Linked DNA regions of Mus musculus: all the other regions are linked to region 3. Evidence: chromatin contacts called from public Hi-C and HiChIP or PLAC-seq data. All regions are on one chromosome and are shown on one strand. Each heading gives the region's core, a stretch centred on a gene start, on an enhancer-like site or on the middle of the called end of the contact. The rest is flanking DNA. Distances are from core to core; before and after follow the strand shown.

Region 1 (4,105 bases), core at 127-2,626, 390 kb after region 3:
TTATAAACCTTCATAGAATACATTTATTTATTTTTTCATCCAGAAATATATCAAGCTTGTATCAGCAGACATTAGATATTCTATATTGTATGAGTTTACATACCTTTACTTAAAGTGCTGTGGTTTTTCTATCACACTAGAACTTATGACTGAGTTTATAGACCTGCTTATTCTAAAAATGATTAAGTGTGCTTTCAAGTTTATAAAATTTGTTACATAGACATAGATATGTAAATATGTTTCTTTGTAAAACAAAAAAGAACTCTCAACTTTCTCCAGGTTATTTTAGCCACTGTAGAAGTCATCAGAATTTAATCCATGGGTTAAAGCCCCACTTGAAACTCTTTCACCCTTCCAGTGAGTCTGAGCAGGGGCTCACTAGGCACAGCACTGGTAAGTGACTGGCTAGTGTCAGAACCCCATGGGCTTCAGCTTTTGTTGCTTCCTTTGCTGCCCGACCACAGTGAGTGTGTGTTCGTGTTGTCTCTCTGGTCAGTCTTCTTGTCCCATATGTTAGGTTAGACCTGTTCCATGCAAGGGCACAGGTGCAAGCTCTGTACACCTGAGGATCTATTCCCCAGCAGTGAAGAGAGAGACAGCGACACACAGAACAGTCCCCTAGCACAAGGTCTATAATAGTCTCATAGCATGGACACTCACACACACATACACACACACACACACACACACACACACACACACACACCTCTGTTTGAGGCAGAAGGACTTCCTCTTGCTGACCTAGGGAAATGTTTTGAGGAGGGAGCCTGTCCTTGGATCTGATAGTACCTGGAGAGCTTAGGTGAGGACAGAAAGGTGTTACAGGTGAAGGAAATGAACCTCTCAAAGGCACGTGGGTGGAAAAGACCAACTTCTTACCTGTTACTAGGAAATGACCCTTGCAGCTAAGGCATGTGACTGGTGTTAAAAGGGTGCACTGAGGCAGAGTCCCAGACAAAGCAAGGAAAACGCAACTTCATTTGTTGGAAAAATGTTGATGGTTTTTGATTAGAACTAGAATGTTTTACATGGGGATGGTTAAAAAATGTTATATGATACCTTTTATGGGAAGAATCAGATTCCTAAAGAGTGAATTAATCAGGGCCTAAACTACGGAGGAGAGAATGAGGAAGGTTTTGGCAATCTCTTCCCCACCTCAGGATGGGGAATCACTACAGTAAGGCACCAGCAAGTGTGCAGATGGCCCAGCACTGCCTTGAACACCTGGGATACTTGACAGAGATAGCAGGGATAGCATCTCCTTTTCACAGAGCCCTTGACTGGGATGGCAAGGGATTTGCCCAGTGTGGTCCAGTTTCTCAGCATCCGCATGCTTAGCATCCACATGTCTAACTAGGCAGAAATGGAAACACCAACAACATCTTGTCCTTTGGCTCCACTCCAAGGCTACAATTCTGTTCTGCTAGATTAGGAAGTTGGAGCCCAGCTGAGAGGCCTGGATGAATTTCAGGCACCTGACCAATGAGGCTAGAACTTGAAGAGTAGTCCAAATGTTCTTCAGGAACCCAGTTATTGGCTTATTTTTAATTATATGTGTTTATTTTCCTGTGCTTATGTGTATATGTATAGACCATGGTGTCTGTGTGGAGGTCAGAGAACATCTTGCAGGAGCTGTTTTCTCTTTCTTCTATGAAAGGCCAAGAGATTGAACTTAGGTCTCTAGGCTTGGTGGCAAGCACATTTATCTACTGAGCTGTCACATGGACCCAGACCTAGCAATATTTAAAGGGCATAAGCTATATGTAATAAACTGAAGCTCAGAATAACTGGTAGTTTTATAAATCTAACAATATTGATACACAATTTAAAGTGGAAAATATTATATGGGAATATATTATATGTCTTAACAATTTAACATAAGGCTAATTCTTGATTGACTTATGAGTTTAGGAACAACTTGCACTATGTCTGTCTGTACCTGTGTGAGCCTCAAGGTTCTGAGGGCTGGAAGCTTCTGGGAAACTGAGGGGACCAAGGCAGGATATCTGTAGCTGTAAAGAAAAATTAAGAGCAGAACTGGAAAGTGTCTCTTCTGGTGTGTGTGGTTGATGATTTACAATTGAGGTTCAAAATGAGATAGAAGAATAAGGTTGCAGAAGTGTGAAAGAGGGGGTCTTTACTTTGACAATTGGTGGTGTGCACAAGGAGCAAGCGGGAAGGAGGCAGAAAGGTATCTGGCACATTAGGCCAAGCCCTGGTTGAGGGCGTGAGACCCACGTGATGATCTGAGGACACAGTGCTGATGGAAAGAGTCCTTGGCAGGCATTCACTGTCTCCTCCATTCATCGACTGGAGACAAGTTTAAAAGAAAAGGAGGAAGTAAACAGCAAAGATTCCAGACTCTGAGGATGATAAGGAAGTAGGGGGGTGGGGGTGGGGGAGAGACCCAAACGTGGGTCCCCTGAAATAACGGTATGTACTGCTAACCTCTGAGCCATCTCTCCAGCTTCCTTATGTACTTCATTGAATAAATACATGCTGAGCTCCTATGACATGCCAACCACTGCCCTAAGTACTGTGGATGAAATGAATGTAATAGATGAAATGCACTTAGCAAGCTGAGCAATAAGGCTACTTACACAGATAGATTGTTGCACATAAGTCAGCAGATAGTGATAAACTGTGTACACATTGAAGCCACATAGCAAACTTTCACAGAATGTCTTGCCATACAAAGGCCAATATGCAGAATACAGGTAAGACGACTGCAGAGTTTAATCAGAGAGACTACACTACATTTAATTCCTCTTTATGAGGTCAGTGACTATTGTAGGTTTTGTAACATGTCTTTTAATTCAGCAATCACTCAGCTATTCTCAAGGAATTTTTTCTTCTTTTCCAAATTATGTTGTAAGAAGGAGAACTCCAGGTTGACATTGCTTTGCTTGACAAAATGTTAAATACAAAATTTGATTCCTTTTCCATTTGGGAAGTCATCCACTGCTCTTTCCTTTGTATCAGATTTTGCATTGATCAGGGGGATAGACTGTAAGCTAAGACTTCTCAAGATTCTTGTCTGGGCTGCAGTGAGCAGGATGTGTAAGACTCTTCAAGGTCCATGGCAGATATCATGGCATGTATCTGCAATCTTAGCATTTGGTAGGCAGAGACAGAGGACTGTAACAAATTCAAGGTCAGTCTTTCTTACATAGTGAGTTTAAAGCCTGCTAGGGCAAATGACCCTTGTGTAAAAACAAAACAAGATAACAACAATGACCCTAAAGAACAAAAAATGTGTATTGTCTGCTAGGTGATAGTGAAAACAGTTTAAAATACTTACCACTTAGGACACTGGTAACACCATTGCTCAGCACTCTTGCTACAAGTGAAACCATCTTACCAGATCCCCAATAAGGCCTCAAACCCTCATCATACACCATTGCAAATCTACAAAGTTTGAAGACTGAATAGTTTCTAAAACACAACTCATTCAGGATGTGGGTTGGAACCACCCTTAAATATGAATATAGATCGAAAAGTAAGGTGTTGGGGATGTCGCTCAGAGAAATGCTTACCTCACATGCATGAGGCCCTGGGTTCAAGCCCTAACACTACACAATACTTGGAAGGTAGAGACTAAGAAAAGAGAGAGAAGTGGTTTCAGGATACTGTTTTATCATAGGGCACAGATTTGGCAAATACCAAAAGCATTTATTTTCACTTCTCAGCCCTTAGCATTCAGTGGGACAAACCCACGGAGGTCTACGAGAAGCCCTGGTCTCAGATGTGCTTCAGAAACTGGAATGTGCGAGGGTTTAGTGGGTAAAATACTGTCTATACCCCGTGTCTAGACCCTGTGTCATGTAGCATTTCCATCAGGCCTCTGCAACACAGGGAATGTCAGTGAGCTCTTTGTGTAGGTGTCGCATGAGTGGACCAGTGGAGCCAGGAATGTCAGAACAGCTCAGTTTCTGGTGACACATGCTCTATGAAGACCCCATTGAGTTTATAGAGTTGTGGAACTTAGGGGTTATGGTTAAGGGTTAATTTATGTGAACTGGGCTGGAAGACTCTATCTAGCCTTAGGGACAGGCTAAAATAGGCTAATCCCCAAAATGCTGGAGAACACCGTGGTGGGGACTGG
Region 2 (4,078 bases), core at 362-2,861, 410 kb before region 3:
ACTGCATAAGCTATGACAGCTGTCCCCAAAGCTTCCGGGGACCCTCCTGTCTCTGCCTCCACCCATTTCTGCCTTCTTTCAGTGAAAGCCTTGGTGACACCCAGGGTGTCACCCACTTTGTGTGAGTTCTGGGGGTTACCCTCAGACCCCATGCTTGTGTGATAAACATTTTATCAATTGAGCCATCTCTCTAGCTCCTTCCTTGTCTTTATAAATATCATTTTCATTTCATAGGTGCACACATATCTGTGTACCTTGTGCTTGCCCAATGGCAGCAGAAGCCAGAAGAGAGCACTTGATCATCTGGAACTGGGTTTACAGATGGTTGGAGGTCACCATGTGGGGCTTAGGAATTGAACCTGGGTCCTACGGAAGAGCAGCCAGTGTTCTTAACTGTTGAGTCATCTCTCCAGCTCCCAACACACACAGAAACATACACACTTTTATTTTTAACTGAGACAAGATGGAATGTATACTATGCTGTCCTTGAACTTGTTTTGGAGCCAAGAATATCCCTGGCTTTCGAATCTCCTGCCTCTACTTAATTGCTAGGGTGAAGGACATGTGCTCCATGCCTGGTCCATAGAGCAATGAGGATCATACTTAGAGCGTCGTGCATGCTAGGCAAGCATGCTACCTGAGTTACACCACCAGCCCTTTGGCCCACCCTTGATGGCATATTGCTGTCCAGCAGAGATCATAGATGAGAAAGTTTTTTTCTACACTGGGGAAACTTTTAAGTGAAATGGGGGCTTGCCATTCTTATTCCAAGAATGTCCCCTACTTTAACATTCTCCAGAGTAGAAAAATGACCACACTCTGTGTAAAAGGAAGATTAATTTTCATCTGGATTTTTGTCAGGGGGAATAAATCACCTAAGGTACTCTGAAGTCCAGATCCAAATTTCCCAGAGTGCATTGTGAAGACAGCCTGCATTTTTCTCAGTCTGACCGTGTCAGTTCTTCGATCTCAGCACTGCCCCTTGGGTAAATTCCTTAGAATCTCCGGGTTTTAATTTCTCAGAGAGACAGAGAGACTCCAATGGCAGAATACCTGAGATTAGATTTAAAATAAAATGTGTTTTGCATAAGGCTTGTCAAGGTTTCTGTGGAGGGAAGGCGAATGGCTGGAAGCAGCTCTTATCATCGCAGCCGGCTGCGGCTTCCCGAGAAATTATAGGGAAGGTGGGCAGTTAGTTAGCATTTCCATTTCAGCTGTAATGGCCTCCAGGATCACACACACTTCAAGCGGGCTGCCTCGAGTCACCGGATTAGCAGCCCATTGTTTCCAGCAAGGGACAGCTCACTCAAGCGAGGCTTCTGTTGGAGAATGTGTTTCACATTCAAATGCACCTGCGGTTTTGTTTACATTTCTCCGAGATTTCTCTCAGATCCAGAGACGATCTGGAGAAACGCAACAGCCTGCGCCTCTTATCAGCTCAACGGTTCAGTTCTCTTATCTCCCAGCAGCACAAAAGGTGACCCCAGTGGAAATGCAAAGCACTGGTGATAAACACTCCCCCATCTTAATTCAGAAGCGTTCCCACCAGCCAGGCTGGGAGAATGCGGAAAGGTTTCGTTGACCCAGAGCAAAGTTTGTTCTGCCTGGTGACCACGAGAACACACGTGTTCATCCCGCCGACAGCGCGTGACCCTGCCAGCTCCCCAAGAGAGAGCGGGAGGCCCGCTTCTTGGCACTCAGTTTTCTAAGGGCAGCTTTACCCGTCCCAGACAGTTCCTCTAGATCTTCAGCTTTTAAATACCTTTCTCAAAATACGTGGGAGGAGGGCTGTAGAGACGTGTGAATTCTGGGGATTTGCTGGTCAGCCAGTCTAGTCACATCATCGAGTTTCACGTTCAGTGAGAGACCTTTTCTGATTTTCCCTTGATGACTGGATAAAGCAAATATAGTTTCATTTACTCCAATCTTAATTATTATATTTATTTGTGTGTGTGTGTGTGTGTGTGTGTGTGTGTGTATACATGCCAGAGCACGCATCAAGGTCATAGAACAGCTTTCATGAGTTGACTATTCACCACGTGGGGTGTGGGAATTTAGCTAAGTTAGCAAACGGCTTTCTCCAGTGAACCATAGCATCGCCCACCCCCGTGCCTCAATTACTAACAATAAGTCTCAGAAAATGCTCTGTACATCAACAGTAAAGCTTGTATATGTGTGCATTGCAGAAAAGCAAGTGAGGGCTAGACAGCTGAGCAGGGTTTAAGGAGGCAATGGATTTATCAGATGGGAAGACAGCACCAAGGTGCTTAAATGAATTGCTTTGTTTGATTTTGTTTCGTTTTGTTTGTGTTTTTGTTTTTGTTAACACTCTAAGTTACCTAAAAGCTGTGTGGGGTTTTTATACAGTTTCTTTTTTTAATATTTTAATTAAAAATAAACTATGTTTATATGTGTGTTACTTTGTAGGTATGAGCACTTATGAGTGCAGATCCACCGTAAGGCCAGAAGAGGGCGCAAGATCTCTGGAGCTGTTGTGAGCTGCCTGATAGATCGCTGGGATCTGAACTCATTCTTAGCAAGAGCAGCAGATGCTCTTAACTCTCTCTCTCTCTAGCCAGGCAACTGTATTTTAAAATGTTAATATATCTTTAGCTTTGCACTTATTTTTAGAAGGCAATTAAAATGTCTGAAGCGATGGCCTGATTTGTAAAATTCTTTTTAAGGGTTCAATAGTGCAAGAAGATTTTGCCCCCCTTTTATTTTGTCTTTTTATTTTTGAGACAGAGTTTTTTCTGGTTGCCCTAGAACTCACACTGTAAACCAGGCTGAATTCAACTTCACAGAGCTCTGCCTGTCTCTGCCTCCTGAGTGCTGGGATTAAAGGTGTGCACCACCATGCCACTGGCCCAGTGGCCCTCTCCATGCTCTTAATCATGAGTCATCTCTCTCCCACTACCGCTTCCTTGCAAAAAGATTTTTTTATTTTTAGTTATGTGTGTAAGTGTGTGTGTGTGTGTTTGTGTCTTTGTGAGGGCAGCACGATATTTCAGCATCCTGGGCAGGTAAAGTAATGGTAGATAAGAAGGAAGACCAGTGGGGGAAATCTATGTGGATCTGAGGCCCAACATGTCTGCTCCACTTTTGCATTTTTTGCTAGAGCTGTGAGTCGTTGTCCTCCCCCGCCCCCCACAGCCCCACACATTTGTTAGCCTGTGTTTGTTTTTTCTTAACTTGCTTTTCCCTGCGTTGTGTACTACAGTTGATGTGCCAAGGCCAAACCTGACTTCTCCACTGTCAACAGGAAACACAGTGCAAGGACTGTCCCCGGGAAAACCTGCAGAGCAGAGCAGGAAGCGTGGCTCTTCATGGCTCTGTGTCCGCAGAGCCCCCAGCACACCCACACAGGACAGCTCAGACTTACCGGGCTGCTTATCTATAACTGAAATCTAGACATTGAAAACTACCCAAGCCCTTCTTAACTTTCCAGAATCATTAGTAGAAGCCTTTCAAAACCGCACGAGCCCAGCCCTTCTCAAGAAATTGTGCTACAATGGGGTATTTTTCAGCAGTGAAGAAGAGCGAGGCTGGATTGTTTTTGTAGAAAAATTGGATGGAGCGTCTCATGTTTTAGAAAATAAGCACGTCAGAAGATAAATATTACATGTCTCTCTCATAGAGGACACACACACACGCGCGCGTGTAGAGAGAGAGAGAGAGAGAGAGAGAGAGAGAGGGAGAGAGAGAGAGAGAGAGAGAGGCAGACACATGGCATGAAACACTGGGAAAAGGGATCAGTGAGAAATCCCAGTGGGCCATGGGGGGTAGGGCTGACTATCAAAGCATGCGACTCTCTCTCTCCCTATCTGTCTCTTTGTCTCTCTGTGTATCTCTATCTCTGTCTCTCTCTTTACCCTAGCCTAGACCCAGATGCCCACTCTCTCTTGCCCTGTCTATTGCTGCAGCCCTGAAACTCATCCCTGCCCCCACTCCTAACTCATCACTGCTCACACTCCTAACTCATCCCTGCTCACAGTCCTAACTCATCCCTGCCCTCACTCCTAACTCATCCCTGCCCTCACTCCTAACTCATCCCTGCTCACACTCCTAACTCATCCCT
Region 3 (3,709 bases), core at 831-3,330:
GCGCATCTCAAAGCAAACTGAAGTCAGTTTCAAATAAAAATATAAATTAAGTAATAATGGCTCTCCTCCCAAGTAGGCTACTATAACAAAATTGTTTTGACTGAATAACATGAACAACAGAAATGTACTCCTTACAGAGCTGGGACAGGAATCAGAAGGTAGAGTGCTCAGCTGGTCTGCAGAGTCCTGACTGAGCTATCCATCCTGCCCTTTCTTTTCTGACTGGTTCGCTGTCAAACAGTGCGTGCTCATTATTAAACCCATGGGCGCCGCTCAATGTCCTGCACCAATTCTGACCGAAACCCTCATGATCTACCCTGGGAAAACAGAAGGACCGGTGACTTCCGTGACTTGCCATGAAGTCACACGGAACTCAGAACTGTTCGAGAGGAAAAGGGCAGGCTCTCAGTGCCAGACTGCAAAAGGAAAAAGGACACTGACAGAATCACACTGCCCAGAGACTTGATGTCAGGTGTTCAAGTGCAGCCTTTAGGGTAGATCTCACCAAAGGAAACTGCTGGGGACAGAGTGCTTAGGAAGACACCAGCCAAGGCGAGCAGTCCCGCAGGAAGAACTAACTCAGAAGCAGGGCCCAAGATGGCTTAGCAGCTAAAGTGCTTGTCATGCAAGCTAGACAGATTTAGTCCAATCCCTGGAACCCACAGACTAAACTGAGATCCACAGTTGTCCTCTGGTCTTCCCAAGCAAGCTATGTTACACACACACACACACACACACACACACACACACACACACACACACAGTAAAAATAATTAAAAGCAAAGGGCAGGGGCTCCCAAAGAGATATAAATGTCAAATGACAGCAGCAAAGACTGGGAATGCTGTGTTATTTTAAGGAGCTAGAAAATAATTGAAGAAAACTGAGGAAAAGACACACAAAAATAAAACACCCTTCAAAAAGCATTCATTAAAAAGCGGCGTGTTATAGCTCAAGCCTACAATCACAGCTTTTGAAAGTTAGAGGCCGAGGACTGGGAGTTCAAGGCCAGCTGCAGCAACACTGCTAGCCTGGGCAACAAGAAACCGTGACTCACAAAACAAAAAGTATATAATAAACAAATATTTCACAAATAAGGAAGACAGCTATGACACATATACATAAATAAAAATGCGGGTGGCTCCACAGATGGAGAAATCTTAACCCCTCAGGGGAGAGGAACAGGCCGGCTTCTTCAGCAGAGGTCCACAGCAACTTCTGTCTAGGGTGAGAGGCCCAGGAAGGCAATCCCTGCCTCTGCCTCCCATCACTCTGCTCTCCAGTCCCTCTCACATGCTGACTTTTGTCCTTCAATCACTTAGGATTGCATCCTCACCATGGTATATGGGCTGGGGAAGAACCATTAGAAATCAAAACGGAAGGAAAAAGAGGAAGGGGGGAGGGAGAGCGGGAGGGAGGAAGTGATGAGCACACTAAGACTGAATCACGAAGCAGGGCCTGGTGGCAGATGCCTCTGATCACAGCATGTGGAGGACCTTGGCAAGAGGACCGGGAGTTCAAGGCCAGCCTCAGGCACACAGCCAAGTCAAGCTGAGGCCAGCCTGAGCTACTCGAGATCCGGCCTGGGTCATAAAGTACATTAAAATATTATATATATAAAATCAGCTTTACTAAAATTACCAGATTCTGCCTAGAAACACTGGGGACAAAAAGGAAATGCCACTTTCAAAGAGGAGAAGAGTAGCTGGCAGCTGGGGTATAGGAGGCAGGTATGGGCACAAAGGAAGCCACTTGCCAGCCCTAGAAAAGGAAAGTGGTCACTCTGTCACCAGTCTACAAGACGGCCTGGGAAAGGGCAGAATGGGAACTGGACCCTTCAGGGCCAGGCTGGCAGGCACCAGCATCAGGCCATCTCCACAGCCTGTGTGGGAAGCCATTAAGAACCAAGACCCCCATGAGTCACACGGTACATTTCTCAGTACCGCCAGGCAGGTGACCACACCAACACAGTCACACTCTAACACACATCCCCAGTAACCTGTATGTGTTCCTGTGTGGAACTGAAAGGTTAACACTGCAGAAACAGCAGAGGTCCCCTTGGCTCTCTGCCCTGACTTCGTTAAGATTGTGCAACTTGTACAAATAGAACCATTTCCTGTCCGCTGCACAAAGCAGCTAATGGACTGGTACAATCCGGGGATGACTTAACGGAAGAACTCAGCCCACTGCTGTCTTACTGCACTGTTTCAAAAAAGAAATGAAGGGAAAGGAAACCGCTGGCCACCAGTGTCTGTCTGAACGTCAGTCAGTCCTTTATGATGTCCTCTCACACAGGTGGCAAACGACAAAGCCAGGAGAATCCACTTGACCGTAGCCACGAGACAATAAGCATCATACCCCGCCCCCTAACATCCTCTATTAATATAGTCCTAAAGGGTCGGCAGGACTGGCTCACCAGGCTCAGTCCCCAGAACCCACATGCTCCAGGACAGAACCAACTCCCAAAAGTCTTCCCATGGCTTCCACGTGAGTGTTATATATAGCACGCGAGCATCCACGGTCACACGCACACAATAATGCAAACGGCAGGCTTCAAAATGATATGCAAACCAGGCCATTTTGGAAGGAAAGCATCAAAACTGATACAGCTACAGCTCAGCTGGCAAAGTGCTTGCCCGGCATGCATGAAGCCCTGGGTTCGAACCTGCAGCCTATCAGACAGACATGGTGTATATGCTATACACCTAGCATAAAGGATCAGAAGTCCAAGGCCATCCCCGGCTACACAGTAAGTTCAAGGCCAGCCTGGGCTACATAAAACCCTGTCTCCAGAAACACCTGATATAAATTAAAGTTAAAAGTTCAGAAGCATCCAGTGTCCACACAGTATACATTCTAATTGTAGAAGACAAGTGTCAAAGAAGAATAGGAAGAAGGGGTGGGGGAGGGGAAGGAGGAATACAGCCTGGGCTCCCACGGCCCACATTACCCTCCAGTAAGTAAAGCTCTTTTGCGTAAGCTATGTGGTGTGAGTATTTATTATCTGCAAACACAATAAACCTTGCCTAAACACTCTCATTCTTTCTATCTATCTGCACACAAGTTCAGGGAGCACAGTTGCTTGCTGTCTTTAGTCAAAATTTTCCTATAGTTCCAAGAAAATAGAATTAGAACATTGCTTTCAAGTGAAAAAATCTAACAGAAATGTCCTACTGGTTCAAACACATGGCATCCCTATGTCACAACAGATGTCTCCCTCTGTCATTAAGTCACTCATTCAATAAACACTAACTGAGCATCATTGTTTGCCAGACACTATGTACAAGAGAGCAAGAAACACACGGTACCTGCCTTCAGTGGATCTAGATCTTTAGTGGGAAACTAATGGGAAGAGGAATCAGAAGTCTGTCCCTTCCTGGCCACCGCCCTGTCACACTCAAGCACCACCCTGAGCAGACTGCAGATCCTAAACTTCAGGTCCTGCCCCAGCCCATGTGACTCATCTGGTCACGTCATCTTCCTCCTAACAGGCAAACAAACATATGACATGGACCATACTTAAAGATTCTCCCCATTATGGAAGAAAAAAATCAGCTTTATAAGCTCAGGGGTACAGAGGAAAAAATGTAAAAATAAGTTTATTAGTATCCAGAATCCATACAGGTCAGAGTTTACTGGAGAGGAGTTGGGGCGGGACCAACTTATAAAAGGCTTCACCACAGCCGGCCACTAGCACCAACTCAGAACACA
Region 4 (3,948 bases), core at 761-3,260, 420 kb after region 3:
GCCCTCAGCCCAGGTCATGAGCTTGTCATGAATGAGCAAGACACAGAGCTTATGGGTCACTTCCTGGCCACGGTCTGGGAAAGAAGAGGCAGATGAGACCCGGTTCTGACTGCAGAGCCAGGCAGCTCCAATGAACAAGGTGACCTAGAAGTGCTTCCATCCTGGCTAGGAGCTCAGCTGACTTGCTTTATTAGCACGTGGGTGGGGTACTGTGGACATCACTGGAATGACTATGGGACGTCTCACAGGAATATACTTTAGTTAAGTGTCCACTTGGGTTCATGCAGTCTTTTAAATGTGGACTGTGGGAAAGTAGCTCAGGGCTTCCTGTTCTTCTCCTGTGTCCTGTTTACCATTTAAAGACTGTGCCTTGTCGCCTAACCAAGGCAGTAACCAGGGCTGTTCACATTTTCTCTGTATTCTTCCCAACTCAAACTACGTTTGCCATCTAGTGAGTAATCCTTGGCATTGCAGCAGTCTCCCTCAAATGCCTCATTTCTCAGCCATTGACTTTTCATACTATGGTCCCTTTGATAGTCACTTCTGCCCTGTGTTGTCATGAATATATGGACATTCAGACCCACCTGTCAGGTTTGACCATTAGAACAGAGAAAATTCTCACAAGAAGGGTCTCTTCCTCTGTTCACAAGAAGACGAACTATGACCATTAGGTATAATAAATGGTTTAAGCAGGATGACCCTTGAGAATTAGCCAGCAGAGAGAATGTGCTCAAGCAAACTGTATTTGTGCACTGTGAGGTATCCAGCATCTCTCTCAAGCTTTCTCTCTTTCCCGTGTATTCCTAAGCAAAGCCAGAAGCTTTAAGAGTTTGGGACTCTCGCTGTACATGTTGCCTAGTGGGCTATCTAGCCTGTGGTCAAGGATAGCTATAAAGTCAGCCTGATGCAAAATGTTAAACTCACACAAAGCACTATGAGAGGGTTTTCACTAACTCCATTTTACCATTCTCCAGCATAGCCTTAGTCGATGACAATGTCCTGCCTTGGTGTCAAAAGGCTTGATGTGTCTATCAGAGCATAGCATTCTGGGCTTCTGAATACACATCAAAAGAAAGAGCTGCATTTTCTTCTATTGTTCTAGCTGTCATTAAGAAGCTTCGGTTTCCTATAAAAGGTGGCCTGAAGATACTGTGTTCTATAAGCTGGGGATTTGAAAATGAACACTGGCTGGGACTTGCTCAGTGGGTAAAAGGTGGTTGTCACACATGTCTGCTGACTTAAGTTCGGTCTCAAGAGTCCATGTGAAAGAACAGTGGGAGGCGAGAACCAGCTCCATAAAGTTGTTCTCTGAACTCCTCACATGGGCTGTAGCGTGTGTGCCTATGCTCCATATATACAATAATAGTCCTTTTTTAAAATAAAGTACGGGCCATTGAGATAGCCCAAACGGTAAAGATGCTTGCTGCCCAGAGCAATACTCTGAATTCAATCTCCAGGATTCACATGGTAGAAAGAGACAAGTGAGTCTCACAAGTTGTTTTCATACTCTCTCTCTCTCTCTCTCTCTCTCTCTCTCACACACACACACACACACACACACATACACACACCTGTGCATAAATGTTTTAAAAATAAAATAAAAAATAACAACTAGTCACTCAGAATTCTTGAAGAATTCCCAGTAACATTCTCTGGCTGGAACCTTAGCATTCCTAAATACCGATGACTCTGTTTTGAAAAACATACTGAATCTTATGTGTATATTTGCTTCTAAGACATAGGTACCGGTACCCCCACAGTTATGAATCAAATGCCCACAATTTGCCAAGCTGTGGACTGCATAACTTAATAGTAATTATGTATATATATATATGTCTATGTATCTATGTCTGCACATATGGATACACATATTTAAATAAAATCCTATTTAAAATTACATAGTCTCATTATGGTAACACCCTTTTCTAAACTTTGGTATAAGTCACTTCCTACACCCTCTTTCATGAGATCAGCAAGATTTATTTTAAACTGCCTTCTGTCCTGCAAAGGATGATGAATGGAGAAGCGGAAGCAGACACGTTTCCCTCTTTACTGCCCAATTAAGTGTACCATACAGCATAGCGCTCAGATCCCATAGTGATAGCTGGGATCCAAGAGTCATCCAAGCTGAGTGAGGAAGGCTGTATGGAGGCATTTCGTTTGTCCCCAAAGCCCCATGGTCTGCTTGGATGGTGATGTAGCTGCTACTTGGTTTTATTTCTTTATTTTTCTTTTGCAGGGAAGGCCAGAGATATCGGGTGTACATTGTGATACCGCTGCTGCCGGGATTCGAGGGAGACATTTCCACAGGCGGGGGGAACGCTCTACAGGCAATAATGCACTTCAACTACAGGTACCCTGAACACCAAGGAGGGAGCTACAGTGTTTCTACTTATTTGCTCAGTAATGCGCTTTTAAACCTTAGTCTTTACAGGGTAATGAAATTCAGATGTCGCAGTTATCCATGGTGGCTCTGTCAAGTATAACAGCACCAAAAAACTAGTCATTCTGTGTATGTCTCTTTCTGTCTCTGTCTGTGTCTCTGTCTCTTTTCCTTCCCTCCCCTCCCCTCTTCTCCTTTCCTTCCCCCTCTCCATCTCACTATGTGCTGCCTGGAACTTGCTATGTAGACCAGGTTGACCTTGAATTTCAGAGACACTCCTGCCTCTGCCTCCAGAAGGCCCAGCTAGTGCCTCTTTTGTATTCGTTTTAATATATCATATTAGTGAAAAATATCTATGCACTAATCCCTTTATTGTTTCCAGGAAGTAGAGAAAAATAAAACAGGAGAAGTAAGTGCGAACACAATCCAGGTACAGTTTGAGCGCTTTCAGTTAGAGCAGAGAGGACAACCTGAATATGTTCTTTGTGTTTTACACTTTTCTAATCATCCTTTTAGGAGTTATGAGGGGGAAGAATGAGACTTTATAGTGGACCAAACAGAGATGGGTTCAGGGCCTTGGGCACACTTGGGTGGAGGGCGACATGCACCTTGCTTGGCTTCAAAGGACCCCAGTTGCCTCTGACAGTTTGAGGTGCCTTTGGGTGGGATTGTGGTAGTGTTTGATGGCCCAGGATGTCCTGAAACTCCCTGTGTAGCTGAGGCTGACTCTGAACTTGTGATCTTCTTGCATTTACCTTCCAAGTGCTGTTTGTCACCGTGCCTGGTTTGCAGTGCTGGGGACAACCCCGGTCTTCCTGCCTAGTTGTTGGTTTTGTTCTCCCACTGACTGCTACCTTGTGCCTGTTCACCTGCCAGGATTTTACCTGAATGATTAGTACTAATGCTGTTTCCCAGGGGTGAATCCACCTGGCTACAATGACAGCCTTTGCTCTACACATTCTGGCTGAAGATGGGTTCATCTCTGCTGTTGTCTGATGTGGGACATAGCCCTGTCATAGTTGGTGATGTTTAACTGCACTCTGTCTGCTTTCTTGGCAATTCAAATATTACTTTTGGAATATTGTCTGCTGTGATTATTTCCTATGATTGTTTCTTGATATTTTTGAACCAGCTGAATGATATACACATTTGGCTGCTGTTCAGCAACCCAAACTATAACCTTTCATTATGAAAAACATCTCTATTTGAAGGCTATCAGCCTTCCCAGGCATGCTGTATTGTTAATTACTTTTATACAACAGGCAGATGGAACAAAGAATTTTTGTTTTCTTTCCTTTTTATATAATTTTATTATCACTCCAGATCAAATATTTTCAATTTTAATTTTAAAATTTTTATGAGCACATACTAATTGTAAATAATACTGTGTTTGCTATAACATTTTCTTACAAGCATCTAATAATTTGATCATATCTACCCCCCACTTTTGTCCTCTCTCACTCAGGCCACCTCGACCTCTTTCCAACTAGCCTCTCTTCTGCTTTGCTTTCTCCTTCCTCTTTCTTTTGTGAACCTGTGAATTCCTTTAGTGTTGTTTGCGGTTG

The links. A called contact is a pair of places that touch in the nucleus more often than the background predicts. HiChIP or PLAC-seq counts read pairs in DNA pulled down with a chosen protein or histone mark.
Region 1: a contact with region 3 is called in an H3K27ac HiChIP or PLAC-seq map of microglia, with 5 times the contacts expected there. The contact joins two enhancer-like sites. A contact is called at or near these places in 1 of 39 promoter capture datasets (the 3T3-L1 cell line), 2 of 115 datasets of contacts at active chromatin or transcription factors (microglia and pancreatic cancer cells) and 1 of 9 other capture datasets (pancreatic islet).
Region 2: a Hi-C map of liver shows a contact between it and region 3, with 1.9 times the contacts expected there. The contact joins two enhancer-like sites.
Region 4: an H3K27ac HiChIP or PLAC-seq map of microglia shows a contact between it and region 3, with 6 times the contacts expected there. The contact joins two enhancer-like sites. A contact is called at or near these places in 3 of 39 promoter capture datasets (the 3T3-L1 cell line and liver), 14 of 484 Hi-C or Micro-C datasets (the HL-1 cell line, adipose-derived mesenchymal stem cells, brown adipocytes and 9 more), 4 of 115 datasets of contacts at active chromatin or transcription factors (bone marrow-derived macrophages, fibro-adipogenic progenitors, forebrain and 1 more) and 1 of 9 other capture datasets (embryonic stem cells).

The regions. Positions count from the first base shown.
Region 1 is chr3:28,078,910-28,083,014 of GRCm38.p6, forward strand. The region is part of intron 16 of Pld1 (phospholipase D1); the gene reads left to right. Among named protein-coding and RNA genes, the nearest start is that of Gm42196, 96 kb to the right of the region's middle. Within about 2 kb of position 1,377, at least 3 of the 459 cell types and tissues checked have an H3K27ac peak or open chromatin away from gene starts, as enhancers often do. A contact at or near this core is called in microglia, where this site is marked.
Region 2 is chr3:27,281,955-27,286,032 of GRCm38.p6, forward strand. It overlaps Gm42192 (a long non-coding RNA gene), which reads left to right. Exons shown (of 3, transcript XR_880703.2): 3 at 2,428-2,507. Among named protein-coding and RNA genes, the nearest start is that of Gm42192, 24 kb to the left of the region's middle. Within about 2 kb of position 1,612, at least 66 of the 459 cell types and tissues checked have an H3K27ac peak or open chromatin away from gene starts, as enhancers often do. A contact at or near this core is called in liver, where this site is marked.
Region 3 is chr3:27,688,216-27,691,924 of GRCm38.p6, forward strand. The region is part of intron 1 of Fndc3b (fibronectin type III domain containing 3B); the gene reads right to left. Among named protein-coding and RNA genes, the nearest start is that of Fndc3b, 20 kb to the right of the region's middle. Within about 2 kb of position 2,081, at least 186 of the 459 cell types and tissues checked have an H3K27ac peak or open chromatin away from gene starts, as enhancers often do. A contact at or near this core is called in liver and microglia, where this site is marked.
Region 4 is chr3:28,107,496-28,111,443 of GRCm38.p6, forward strand. It overlaps Pld1 (phospholipase D1), which reads left to right. Exons shown (of 27, transcript NM_001164056.1): 22 at 2,240-2,353. Among named protein-coding and RNA genes, the nearest start is that of Gm42196, 67 kb to the right of the region's middle. Within about 2 kb of position 2,011, at least 1 of the 459 cell types and tissues checked has an H3K27ac peak or open chromatin away from gene starts, as enhancers often do. A contact at or near this core is called in microglia, where this site is marked.